2 separate regions of the Mus musculus genome follow, and region 2 is linked to region 1. A link is a contact called in public Hi-C data. All regions are on one chromosome and are shown on one strand. The core of a region is the stretch at or near the end of the contact, and the rest is flanking DNA. Distances in the headings are between cores, read along the strand shown. Region 1 has its middle 6.5 kb from the start of Gm41019. Region 2 holds the start of A630019I02Rik (RIKEN cDNA A630019I02 gene).

The links. A called contact is a pair of places that touch in the nucleus more often than the background predicts.
Region 2: a Hi-C map of cerebral cortex shows a contact between it and region 1, with 2.1 times the contacts expected there. The contact joins the promoter of A630019I02Rik here to the enhancer-like site in region 1. A contact is called at or near these places in 10 of 484 Hi-C or Micro-C datasets (B cells, CD4 T cells, the CH12 cell line and 6 more), 1 of 115 datasets of contacts at active chromatin or transcription factors (memory CD8 T cells) and 1 of 9 other capture datasets (embryonic stem cells).

The regions. Positions count from the first base shown.
Region 1 is chr13:92,995,903-93,002,666 of GRCm38.p6, reverse strand. No RefSeq gene overlaps it. Among named protein-coding and RNA genes, the nearest start is that of Gm41019, 6.5 kb to the left of the region's middle. Within about 2 kb of position 1,911, at least 49 of the 459 cell types and tissues checked have an H3K27ac peak or open chromatin away from gene starts, as enhancers often do. A contact at or near this core is called in cerebral cortex, cortical neurons and nephron progenitors, where this site is marked.
Region 2 is chr13:93,091,169-93,098,513 of GRCm38.p6, reverse strand. A630019I02Rik (RIKEN cDNA A630019I02 gene) reads right to left here and starts at 3,681. Exons shown (of 4, transcript NR_046182.1): 1 at 3,351-3,681; 2 at 2,775-2,800; 3 at 2,463-2,659; 4 at 1-1,981. Cmya5 (cardiomyopathy associated 5) reads left to right here. Exons shown (of 13, transcript NM_023821.3): 2 at 85-7,345.

The DNA of each region.
Region 1 (6,764 bases), core at 662-3,161:
GGGTCTAGCCAGCCCCCTTTTCCAACGCGGCCATCTGGGAAGTGAATGTGCTTGCCTTCTGTTCCCACTTGGGGGTGGACACACCACAAGATGCTGTGTCTCCTGCTTCTGGAACATGTGGGTTTCCTGCCAACCTACTGTCCTGTGAGGAGGAGGAGGAGGGAGGTTTTATAATTGAGGACTCTTTACTTGGAGCATCTAGCTGATTTATTTGCTTCAGTGTCTAAGATCCAGTAACCCTCCCCCCCAGCAACTGTGAAAGCTAAGAACTGAATTAGTATAGTGTGTGTGGACCAGTCCTTTATTTTGTAGCTACTTCTTGAGTAGTGGCCTCTACTATTGTCTCACAGAAGGGCTTAGCATGGACAAGGGAGGACTGGGGAATAGACTTGGCCGTGCCAGCATAATTCATCCACTTGGGATTAACTTCTGGCCATACCACTTTCCACCAGTGACTCTGTGAGTGAGTCTTGGTCGCTTGGTTTGAAAATACAATGCATTTCACAGAGTTGTTAGAATTAGAGCCAGCAAGATGGCTCTTATTGGTTAGAGGTGTTTGCTGCTTAAGACTGCTAACCTGAGTTCAATCCCCAAACACATGTAAAGATGGGAGAAGAAAATCAACTCTACAAACTTATCCTTTGACCTCTACACTCACACTGTGGTATGCATATGCCTCCCCCCACAATAACAACAGTAGCAACAATAATTATAAGTTAAATAAAGTTTATTTTACATTTTGTAGGTTGAACTTAGGGCTGTGTGCATGCTCTAGTTTATTGTACATCTAAGTGATATAAAATAAAGCTTAAAAAAATCTAAGGTGTTAGACAATATGATAAAAATCAAGTAGATTCTTGGTATTAGCTGCTATGATTTGTGTCAAATTAAGAGACAACAGTGGAGGGGTGTGGAGACATGGCCAGGGAGGTTTTGACCGACCAAGGTTGACTTCACAACCACGCAGACCACTGTGTTTTCAGGAATGTTGTCCAATGGGTTGGATCACTCTAAGGAGCCATGGGCCACGAATCTCAGTTTCCTAAGAGCAAAGTTACTGCAAAGCAGGCAGTTCACCCAGGGGTGATGCACAGCTCACACGCCACCCACATCATTCTGCATTTTCAAGGGGGAGTTCTGAGTTGATTAAAGGTGCGTTCAGCATTCCTTCACGGAGAGATCTACAGGGCTTTGAAGGCCTCCTCCACCTCCTTTTCCCCTCTCCTCTCTCTCTCTTAGGACAGAGCACTTGTGTTTCTCTTCAGTGTCTCAACAGTGTCTTAGAGGACAACCTGCTCTAAGATAAATACACAAATGGAGAGGATAACTAAGTCTGGCAGTGTTTGAAACAAGGCTCTGGCCCATGACTCTCCCTCCATCCCTGACAGGCCCCTCATTTGTGGCCTGCGCAGAATCCACAGGCAGAAATCAGTAACAAACAGCCCTGGCACTGAACAGAGATGTGCATCCAAGCATGTTTATGAGCCGCAGGGAAATTTTCCCTGATAGAGCCTCAAGGGCTGGCCTATGGGTTGGTACAGCTGTCTAATAAAAGACCATCTTTGTAATCAGCGCTCAGTGGAAACGTACCATCTCATTTATAGAAACAGTGAAGCCACCTGCTATTTAAAGGGCCCTCCTCCTCTTCTTCCTCACCCCAGGGCTAAGTTTTCCAGCATACTCCCTCAGCCAGCTGTGTCTTGTCAAAATCCCGGTCAGTGCCCTGGGAAATATGATTCTGACCAACTACCCCATGAGCTATCGCTCTGCTTTTTATACTCTGCCTGGAGTCCAGGAGTAACGGTCTCATACACAAAAAATAGCTTCCATGAAAATGGTCAGCTAGGCAGGAACAAGATGTGCCTGGCGGACTAGGGGGTAATCAGGTCCCCTTCAGAATCACTGCTCGGTGATTCACTCCATGCTGTTCCCACACAGCTCCGGCTGAGTCAGGTTCTGACAGCTGAGAAGGCGGGAAGGGAGAGAGGAAGGGAAGAAAATGTCGCTGTAGAGGCAGGAGCCCAGCAGCTCAGAGTGGAAGGAGAGCTTTGGAAGATGCACAAAGCAGTAAAGAAACTGGGTATAGTGAACCCCAAACTCAAGCCAGCTTGGGGAACGAGTGCTGGTCAAGAACTCTCCGGTTAACTGTGAAAGGAGCCGCAGCCTCCCTGTTTTAACCTCTGAGTTATAAAAAGCTTTCTGCAAGCCATTAGCTCACCTTTTAAAAAGCCATCTCTACTGCTAATGGGGAAGATGGGACCTCTTGGTATCTTCAAGGGCAGCAACTGGAACATGAACCCTAGTTGGACCCTGGAGGGAAATCTCACTTGGCTATCATGCCCAGTCCCTCTCTGCTTGTCTTAAAAGCACAGTGCTGATCCAAGCTCGTTTCTCCTCGACTCATCTGCACCATGGGTCCTGGTTCATGTTTTATGAGCCTTTGTTAATGTTTAAGTGTGCCACACACTCCTATTTATCCTTCAAGTCTCAACGGGAAGCCCCGTCTACCGTCTCCCGTCTCCCGTCTCTGTGAAAGCGCCCTACCTCCTTCCTCACACCCACCTCCCCTCCTCCCTAGCTTCGCTATGTTTAAGGGATCTGTTGTCATGGCCTGCAGCAAGCAGATGGTCCAGGGAAGGCTTCCTTTATGAGTCTGCTTGTTAAGCTGAGCTCTAAAGCTTTTCCCTGTGACAAGATTCAACCCCAATTACTTGCAGATTCTTGAAAGCAAGAAAACAAGCCCTGCTTCACTGTCATACCCACCCCCGGCCACAACAAGGAAGAGAAGGAAGGCGACATAGATAAAAGGAATGTTTAATTTAGGCATGCTAATTTAATTGAGAAGGCTTAGTTTGTATCTGTTTCCCTTTGGCCTGTGGAGAAAGGGGCTTTCTGCAAGTTTGTTTGTTTGAAAATCACTCATAAACATATTTTATTCCATAGATAATACATTCCCTACATGTGCTATAGGGGAAAAGGAAGCTGTTACGATTTATGAAAGAAAACTTGTCAATAGCTAATAGATACCATGCCAGTCTTGTGGAAGTTGGACTCATGGATAAGGTCAAAACCAACCAAGAGATCAATGGTGTAGTCCACTCAATGTTAACCTGGTCTCTAGTTCGTTGGTTATGACACAAAGTTATCAACACCACTTTTACTTGGCCATGACCCACTTCTCGGGCCTATTGCTCTATGTCTGTGGGCTAGGGGACAGCTGCCTGGCCACTGGCCCTGGGAGCATTAGAAAATGGGCGGCCCAGGAAGGAGCCAGTGGGCTGTTATCTGAGGGATATCTGCTCCATCTGGCCTGAGCTTAGTGGAAATTTCCTAAGCCTTCCTCTTCTCCAGGCCTCCCACCAGTGTCTGCTGATCCAGTGGCCCCTCGTGTCCACCTGCCCGTGATATCAAGTCTAATTTAAGTGAAAGCCTACATGTTCCTTTGAAACACATAAGGCAACAGGTCTCTTTCCAACATGCAGGGATACCCGCTAGAAGGCTTGTTGTGTAGGAGAAACACTTTGTTTTTCAGGATTCCTTGCGTAGTGAGTGTGTCAGTCCTGGGTACCAACTGTGTTTACCAGCTGTGTGTGCAGACTTTCACCGCAGGCCCACCACAGGCAGCGTTGGCACATTTCCTTAGCATGCTCCCTCTGAAGTCCCAGGAGGCGAGACCTGTTCTTATTTCTTCTGTACACTCAGGATCCAGTGTAGAACCCAACGAAGGCTACCTTCTCCACAGGTGCTTTCCAGATCAATACCATGATTCTATTTCCAGGCTTCAGTTATGACAAGATAAAGCCTGGCTCACGGCCCCTTCGCTCCTACATAGGGATGAGCTCGTCAGATCTCCCCATGGTCCCAATAACTCATCTGTCACTCAACTTTGACCAAGTCAGAGCTTCTGCCCCAAAGCCACATCAGCTTCATTTAATTCACTTCCTCCTTGGTCCTTCATGTCTGTCTCCCCTTTTCCCCCATTTGCTTCCTCTCCTTGTTAAGGCAGATGATTAGCTTGTTTTGCTCAATCTCCGGGACACAGTTCTTTCAGTGATAAAACCAGAATGAACTGCTCATTCGATCGATGCCCTCTTCTTATCCAGAAATATTTGATGAACCATGGCATGAGCTTTGCATGCAGCCAGACCTTGGACAGACCTCGGGAGCAAGCTTCAACTTAGCATTCCTACATCTAATGATGAATGTGCAGTGGGCAAGCCACTTGTGGAGATCTGGGAAAGGTGTGCACCTCAACTGGAAGATGAGAGGGAGAAGAAGAGGGAGGGAGAAGGCAGAGGTAGGGGAACTGTGAGGGAAGAGAAGAGAAGAGAAGAGAAGAGAAGAGAAGAGAAGAGAAGAGAAGAGAAGAGAAGAGAAGAGAAGAGAGGAGAGGAGGGGAGGGGAGGGGAGGGGAGGGGAGGGGAGAGGAGGGGGAGAGGGGAGGGAAATAGAAGAGAGGGGAGGGAAGAGGAGAAGAGAGGAGGGGAGAAGAGAGGGGAGGGAAGGGAAGAGGAGAAGAGACGAGGGGGAAGGGAGAGGAGAGAGAAGAGAGGAGGGGAGAAGAGGGGGGAAGGGGAGGGGAGAGGAGAGGGGAGGGGAGGGGAGGGGGAGGGGAGGGAAATAGAAGAGAGGGGAGGGAAGAGGAGAGGAGAGGAGGGGAGAAGAGAGGGGAGGGAAGGGAAAAGGAGAAGAGACGAGGGGGAAGGGAGAGGAGAGAGAAGAGAGGAAGGGAGAAGAGGGGGGGAAGAGGAGGAGAGAGGAGAGGAGAGGGGACAAGAGGGGAGGGGAAGAGAGGAGAGAAAGAGAGAGGGGAGGGGAGAAGAGAGGGGAGGGAAGAGAAGAGAGGAGGGGAAGGGATAGGATAGGATAGGATAGGATAGGATAGGATAAAATAAGATAGGATAGGGAGGGGAGGGGAAGAGAGGAGAGGAGAAGGGAGGGAAAGGGAGGGGATGGAAAGAGAGGAGAGGGGAGGAGAGAAGATAGGGGAGGGGAGGGAAGGAGAGGGAAGGGGAGGAGAGTAAAGTAAATGGGAAGGGGGGAAGGGGAGGAGAGGAGAGGAGAGGGGAGGAGACAAGACACGGTGTTTCAGTCAGAACTCTTCCTTCAGGAAGTGCTATCTAAGACCTTTAGAATCAGAAGATCCATTCAGATTCATCTACCCCCGTCCCAGTCCTATTCCAAGACAAATGCTTTCTTAAAGTGTGGGGAGCCTCTAAGTATCTCCATTGTGGGGTGCTATGACATTCTCTAGCAGTCGGAGGTTTGTGGATACTGACAATATGGCAGTGTTAATGCTGGGTAGAGGATGTCTTGACTGGGCTAGCCTGAGGAAGCAGAGCTAATGCTGACCCAAACTGCCTTTGCTCAGATGTACAGAAACCATCCCTGCATCTTCACCATTGTCAGCAAGGCTGTACTTTCTGTGGTACCTTGCATCCAATATGCAAATGGAAGTCAGGATCTTGGCTGGGTCACATGACAGATCAGACAATTGCCCCCTTTCCTTCACTTCAAGTCCTGATTTCCCCATTTCCCCAATTTGAGAATGCTGGGCCTACAGAAACTAGGGATGGGAGTTACTCATACATATTCTTTGAATTGGAATTTCTAGTTCCTTGCTGCCATTCAGGCAAGTCTTGAGAGCTGGTACCCAGCTCATGGTTTGTGCCTTGAGTGTTTTTTTTTTTCTAGGCCATTCTTGAAATTAGAATAACCTTCCCTTCTTGCCCCCTTGGGTCCTGTGGTGTTCCTTCAGATTTAGCTTGGACTAAGTTGCCTGCCATGGACACAAACATCAATAGCACATATGCATGGTGCTTCTCATGGCTCACCTAACATCTGCATGGTTATCCAGGGGGAACTAGACGGAAGCGTGCTCACATCTAGGTATGGTCTCTGTTGCTGGTGGATCAAGGACTTTGGGTTTCTCTCCTTGGCCTGGGCTCATTGTTTCTTTGTAGGACCAAGTTCAGGGGCAGCAGGAAGTTATGGCTCATAATCAGTAATAATTGATTGATAATCATAATCAATCTCATGAAGTATATCCTCTTCATTTATTCGATTTAGGGCTGCATTCAACTTAGAATTTTCATCCTATTTGTTAAGTTTTAAGATTTTCCTTGTCCTACACTTCCCCATCTTATACCTTCATGTAAGCACATTCTCATCTGGTTTTCACCCTGGAGGAGCCTTGCTGTGAGCAGATGAAGTCTTCATCTGCTATGGAGCATCTTTAAGAAGTCAGGTGACTGTGTTTCTGGTCCTACAGCTTTGTTTGCGGCATTACTTAGAACCTGCTCAGCTGCCTTAGAAGAGCCCAGAGCTGTAAGAGTTGGGGGTGGCCTCTCTGTTTTCTCAAGAGCCAGGAAGCTCCTTAGCAGACTATTCATCTGCACATAGAGATGCTGCTTCTGACTCTCCCAAGTAACTTCACCAAAAGACCCAAAAGGTCAGAGGATGCTGACCTTCACTGTTGACTATGCCCTCCCTCTCCACAGGCAGCTTCCCTCTACTCTTCTCTTTGGCTGAGTTCCTCTGCAATTTATATCAGGTATTCCCTGTCTAGTGTCTACTTTGGTGTCACCTAGTCTTATGGATTTCCAAATTCATTAAAAGTCATAAGTAGGTTTGTGGTATCACACTACCGTGATGGGAGAGAAGCCTGAACTAAAAGGGACAGTGGACACAGCTTCTCTCCTCTCTCCTCTCTGCTGGCTTCCTTCCTTCCTTCCTTCCTTCCTTCCTTCCTTCCTTCCTTCCTT
Region 2 (7,345 bases), core at 2,432-4,931, 94 kb before region 1:
ATATTTTACATTTACTTGTTCTAATAATTAATATTAATTTTATTTATTACTATAATATATAATTACTGGTATTGTTCACCATAGGTTATCAGATGAGGATGAGGAGGGCAAGACCAAGCAGGAGTGTATCGTCTCTGACCCTTCCTTTTCCATGGTGGCAGTTCAACGTGAAGACAGTGGGATAACCTGGGAGACCAACTCAAGCAGATCTTCCACTCCTTGGGCTTCAGGAGAAAGTCAGACCTCGGGAATATGTAGTTTGGAAGGGTCAGCTCTGACTTCTCCTCCAGGAAGTGTTTCCTTTATTATGGATGAAGTTAAAAGGACACGGAAAAGAACTCAGAAGTCCAAGCGTGGCTCACCGTCACTGCGTCGGAAAGGCAGCAAAAAAAGGAATTCTCTGGAATCACAAGATGTTCTGACAAACCAAGAAGATGGTCCTTCAATTTCAGAAAGCCCTGTGCTCAATATTGAGAATGAAAAGTCATCTATTGGCACTTATGATAAAACAAGAAGGAAGAAGACTGCATCAAATACGCCTCCCATCACTGGGGCTATCTACAAAGAGCACAAACCATTAGTGTTGAAGCCAGTCTACATAGGAACGGTACAATACAAAATAAAGATGTTCAATTCAGTTAAAGAAGAGTTAATTCCTCTACAATTTTATGGGACGTTGCCAAAAGGTTATGTAATTAAGGAAATACATTACAGGAGAGGAAAAGATTCATCTATTAGTCTAGAGCCGGATTTGAGCAATGGTGGTTCTAATATAGTTCCCCAAAGGAAATTAGCCCAGAGCCCAGAAGAAGACAAAGTAAGAGAGCTTGCTCCACCCTGGAGAGGTGCCCTCTCCAAAGGGTCCAGGACCTCATTGTTTAGTCACGAAGAGCAAAAGAAAACGTATGCCGATTCCAATTTAAATGTTCCATCTTCAACAGAACACGCATTTCCCTCCAGTGCCAGAAATGATACAGCTGATCAAGAAGAAAATCTCAGCCTTCCACAAATGATGCCACAACAGCCAGCTGATGAATCAAAGACCCACAGAATGGAGCCACCAAGCATTCCAGCAACCATGGTCCTTGAAAGAGCAAAGGAAGAACTGGAACAGAATGCACAAGGAAAGGAAAGTTCAGAGGATGATGCTTCAGTCTTGACAGGCTCAGCCGATGATGTGCAACAGGAAGGCTTGGTTTCTGTCAACCATTCCATGCCATGGGAGGCAGAGAAGGAGTCTTTAGAGACAGGACCACCAAGACCAGCGCCAGCCATCCAAGAAAAGTTTGAGCCAGACATGGAAGGGCTAGAGCCGATTTCAACAGAAAAAACAGAACAAGCGTCTGAATACGTGACCTCATCTGAGCCCATAGTCCACAGAGAGGAGGAGCATGCGCCTGAGCCCATAGTCCACAGAGAGGAGGAGCATGCGCCTGAGCCCATAGTCCACAGAGAGGAGGAGCATGCGCCTGAGCCCATAGTCCACAGAGAGGAGGAGCATGCGCCTGAATCCATAGTCCACAGAGAGGAGGAGCATGCGCCTGAGTCCATAGTTCAAAGAGAGGAGGAGCATGCGCCTGAGCCTGAGTCCATAGTCCACAGAGAGGAGGAGCATGCGCCTGGGCCTGTGCCCATAGTCCACAGAGAGGAGGAGCATGTGCCTGAGCTTGAGTCCATAGTCCACAGAGGGGAGGAGCATGCGCCTGAGCCCATAGTCCACAGAGATGAGGGGCATGCACCGGAGCCCATAGTCCACAGAGAGGAGGAGCATGTGCCTGAGCCCATAGTCCACAGAGATGAGGGGCATGCACCTGAGCCCATAGTTCACAGAGAGGAGGAGCATGTGCCTGAGCCTGAGTCCATAGTCCACAGAGAGGAGGAGCATGCGCCTGAACCCATGGTTCTTAGAAAGGCACAACTAGAGAGGGGAGTGGAAACTTCTACGCCAATCACGGATACCACTGAACCCGAAGATTCTAGTCTAGAAGAAGAGATCATAGAACTTGATTACCCGGAAAGTCCTTTAGCTTCTAAGGAGACTTCCCCATCGCCTTTGTCCCCTGAAGTAGAGCACAGAAAAGAGCCCATTCTACCAACACAGATGACATTCACACCTGAACGTATCACTTTGTCCGAGGAAGAAAGAGAAGAAAACGAGTCTGTTTCTACCGATTCTGCTTTTGTATCTGAGTATTCAGTCCTACAGGATTTGAACCATACACCAGAGAAGCTGGAAGTAGAGGCAGTTTCTGTATCTGATGTGAAATCTAGCAATGAACCTGCAGTCTTTTCAGAGGACGACGAGGAACGTGAGTCTTATTCCCCAGCTATGACCTCTGTATCTGAGCAGTCTCTTTCTCCATCCACCACTGAGAAGACATCTGCCATCCAGTCCCCACTCTTTTCAACAGTTTCACCAGTCCTGTCTGGAGATGAGGCCTCAGAGAGCGTGTGTCACTCACCAGAATCTGAATCTGCGGCTGAGTATTCTGTTCCAGCACATGCGCAAGAGTTGCTGTTGAAAACAGGTGACCACAAGCTCCCATTAAAGTCCCAACGTGTTTCTGAGCCCATCATTCAGGCAGAAGATGAGAAAGAAGATATTGGGCTACTTCCCCCAGCAGCACTGAGCCAGGCAGTTCTATCGGAAGATGAGAGTCTAGGAAGTGGAAGTTTCGCATCAGATTCAAAGCTGCCATTTAAACCCTCGGTTTCACAAAATGCAACACGGGAATCCCCCCAAAAAACAATAGATGACATGCCCCAATTCAAACCAAGAGGCCTTTCTGATCCTGCAACCCTGTTAGAAGAAGAAAAGGAAGCCATTGGAGTTGGGCTATCTTCATCCAATGAGGTCTCTGCAGTGGAATGCGCTCTCCCCCCACAAACCACTGAGCTGCTTTCTGAAAGCCATGCCCCACCTCCCTGGGCCATCTCATCCGAACAAGTGGTCCAATCAGAAGAAGGGAGCAGAGACCAGCAGCGGGGCTCATTCTCTTCCACACCAGAGCTTGGCCACACATCTCCTCTGCTTCTAAAGGGTGCCTCCTCACCCACAGGTCTATCAGAGCAAGGGCAGGAAGAGGACAATATTGGGCCCCTTTCCCCTGATTCTGCATTTGCGTCAGAATTCTCATTCTCACCCTATCCGACTCAGGAACTAGAGAAGAGAGAGCTGGGGCGGGATTCTCCACTGTGCTTAACGTCCCCCTCTGAGCAGACTGTTCTGTCTGATGAGGACACGGAAGAGGCTGACCTCTTTTCTCCGGATTCAGCATCACAGGTGTCAATCCCACCATACCGAATCGCAGAAACAGAGCAAAACAAGGTCGAGCCAGACGAATTACTACCTAGGAGGTCTGCTCCAGACTATCCCTACTTCTCAGAGGCAGATGAAGAAGAGGCGGGGTCCTCAGTGGTCACGCCTGTGCCTGAGCATTCTGAGCCATCGCAGGAGCGGGAGGAGTCTTCCCCTTGTAGGCCTGTGTTCGAAGATCTGAGCCTGCTACCTTCGGCAGATAAGACCGGCCAAGCAGAAACTATGTCAGATGTTCCAACAATTTCAACCTCTGTGTCTGAATATCTCATCCTGGCACAGCAGGAGAAAACTCAGGCATCTTTGGAGCCTGAGGCTGAAGATTTGGTACCACCACCAACCAGTGGATGGGAGAAGAGAGATGCAAAGAGTAGTCTGCCAGCAGTTACAATAGCAGCTTCCTCTTCTGCACTCTCATCAGTGGTAAAGGAAGAAACCACATCCGTTTTGCCCACCTCTCAGCCCTCAGTTTCACCCGAGTCAACCTGTGTGCTTAAGCCAGAGCAGGAGCCCACAGCACCTCTCACTCTAACAAGTGCAGATGAACAGATGGCTTTGCCCAGAGTCGGAAGGGAAAAAGCTGTGCTGGATTCTCAAGAAGCGACAGCACACAAATCGCAGGATCAGACACCAGAGCCTCGGCTCCCAAATGTTCCAGGGTCTGGGATGAAATATTCAGTTTTGTCTGACTTGGGAGATGAGCCAAAGGCGGATGTCAAACTCAATTTAGCTCCAACTGTGACTTCTGAACTAGAACAGAGAATGTTGTCAAAGAATGAGCCTGAAGTGGCAAAACCACACTCACCTCCAGAGGAAACATCTATTTCTGGACCTAAGGTTTTATCTGCAGTGAAAACGGAAGTGAAACAGGAGTCCAAAATAACCAGGGAACTTCCTGCGGCTTCATCGGGGAGAGAGAGGGGAGCAGAACACAGTCCACCTGCACCACCTGCACTTCCAGCATTGATGGAAGAGATGGGGAAAGACACAGAAGCCAGCTCTTCTGCCACCACAGTGCCAGTAACTAAGCTTGATTCAAATTCAACTAAATTAGGCAGGGATGAAGTCCTGACAGATCCATCTCTTGCCAGCCCTGTGGAACACCCAGGCTTAAAGGGAGTAGGGAAGAGCGAGTTAGGCAGTGGTTTGCCTTTGCCCAGCATGTCTACCTCAGAGGTGTTAAGGCCTGAACCCAAACTTCCTGTCAACTCAGGGGTTGAGGTAGAGAGAGAAGACAACGAGCCACCTCCATTGCAAGTGTCACCCACATCCAAACCCACGGTGCCAAATGACAAACACGAGGAGATAACAAGGTCTCCTGATTCTGAAAATGTAGTTTCAGATGATTTAGCTCCAACATTACTGGCCCTCAGACATGAGATGAACAGGCAAGCAGAGGAGACATCTTCTCCAGTGCCGGGGAGTTTCCTGTCAGGAGAGCAAGAGCTTATAAAGCTCCCCCCAGAGCCTGAGAAGCACAAACAGTTATCAGAAGTACCAACTGCTGGGTCAGAACTCATTGATAGTAGAGATAGAGATAGATCCTTAGGTATAGAACCAGTAAAACCCATCGGAACGGAACCAGGGCCTTCTATCTTAGAAAAGGGCCCCGCTGAGCTTCAGAGAAGAGGAAAAGAACAAGAAGAAAACAGGAAGCTTCCTGTGCCTGCCTCAGCTCCATTAGAGACTGCTTCTTTTGACCTCCCCATTGAGCAAAAAGAGCCTAAACGGACCCTTCATGAGGGCCAAGCTGTTGAGGTGCCTGATGAGAGCAGCTCTTCTGCAGATAAGCCAGAGCTGGGTGTTAAACAATTGGCAGAGAAGAAGGAGAATTTGGAGCAACCCAAGCCATTTGTGACAACTGAGCGTGCCAGTGTTACAGGATCAAAAGTGAAAGAGAGTCTCATTTCTCCAAAGGACAACACCTGGATGCTGGAAAAGCCAGATGGCTTAGTCAATCAGCATGAAGATAGAAAACCAGGAACTGGGCAGCTGGAGTCCTCTGAGAGCACTGATCTGATGTCAGAGAAACTTGGGGCTGCTCCACTGGATACAGATCACACATCTGAAACCAGAAACCAAGAAACAAGCAAAGCACCAGTGTCTGGTGAGAAGCTATCTCAGGAACCCAGAAGGGTTCAGTCAAAGGCTGTAGATGATTCTGAGGAAGGGAGAAAGCTAGCCTCTGGCAACGTGGAAGTACTCACCCAAAGTAAATCTGTCCCTGCTGTGAAAGCAAAAGCCACACCTCAACCTCCAGAGACCCCAGAGGTGACACAAAAGCCATCTGAGAAGTCACTCGTCACTGAGCAAGGTCTTCCTGCAGAGAAGGGAAAGAAAGGCATTTCATCTTTTAAATCATGGATGTCTAGTTTATTGTTTGGATCAAGCATTCCAGATAGTAAGGTCTCTGACAACGAAGATCTAGAAACTCGTCCAGGTCCCTCTGTAGAGAAAGCAGTACCTGCCATAGAGCCTAAAGGTACAGTTCCTGCTGAGGTTAATATAGCCGAGAAGCCAGCGGTTCATTCATTACCTGAGGTCACAGTTAAACTGGCCGAGGAGCCCAAAGGCGTTTCAGTTAAATCCAGCATAAGTCAAGACCTTAAAGAAAAACTCACATTTTTATCAAACGAAGACGTTTTAAAGCAACCTAAGTCTAACTCTGAAAACTATGGGCAGAAGGAACTGCCAGGCTTCTCAGAAGGAATGGGCGAAAGCTTAGCTACTTCAGTTGGTGACAAACATCCTGGAATTCATCCTTGTTCCCCTATGGGTGAGAAAGTGGGTATGGAAGAAGCCCAAAACATGGCTCCTCTTCATATTACTGAGAGCCAAAGACGCCAGAAGCCAGAGGTCTCTTCTCCGTCTATGTGGAATATTTCTGCACGTAAGGAAGAGCCAAGCAGTGATCACAAGGAAACATGGCTCTCGTCATCTGACGTAGTAGATAGAATGCCACAGAAGCCCAAATCAGCCCAGTCCGCCTTCACAAGGATGAACTCAGAGGAACCAGCATCAATGATTCTGCCAGTGGAATCAAAAGGCAGTTTAAGTGATCTTGGTGAAGACAGACTTAGACAAGAAATGCCAAAACCCACTTCTTTGGAACATTGTGAAGAGGAAGTGGAACGTCCAACAGAGGAGAAGGATGGCTGGGAAACTAGATCATTTTCCTTGGCAGGGAAGAGGGGCCTGGCAGAGAAGCAAGAAATCATGGCTCCCTTGGAACTCAGGGAAAATGAAGCAGTAGGAGAGTTGCAAAGGATGCCGGAATCTCGACCTTTCAAATTGGAAGAATCAAAAGCTGCTGAGAGGCTTGAACAGCGCATCTCTCCAACTGAAAAGCTCATGGAAAAACCCAGCAAGACTCTTGCTTTGGATAGGAGAGAAAAGGAAGTGCAGGAATGGGTATTTTCAGAAGGAGAGAAGCAAGAATACCCCCCTGCAGCCATGCCTGTGCCTGGAGCATCAGCTGTTTCTTTGGATAAGGCTCAACCACATTTGCTGGCTAAACCAACACCAGTTGTTGAAAAACCAGAACATATAGTCACAGAGGTATACCCAGAAATTAGGGAGAGAAAGGCAGCAGAAACCCAACCACATCCCCAGGAAGAAGGTAAAACTTTAGTAGAGAAAACCAAGGTTTCCCGTGTGGAGTCTCCCCATGGAGAGGAAACGGATGGCCATTCTCTTACTCAGGAAGGAAATCTGGAGTTGGAAAAGTCAGGTGAGAGTAGAGTGGATCTCAAAGAGGAAAGGAGGCGGTTCGTGATGCCCGAGTTGTCCCTTGGTGCTTCAGTGGCTGCGGAAGATGGAAGTGTGCAGCCAAGACCCCTATCTAAGGATGCTGCTAGGGTATCAGACATGACTGATGAAACAAAGCATTTAGGAACGCCGCCAACTCAGCCGTCAGCTGTAGAACCACAAACTCTTGTTTTAGGAACTTCTGTAGAACATACAGTGAAGAAACAAGAAACATGGTCAGACAGGCCCACAGTCCACACTTTCCAGACATCTAAAGACTAC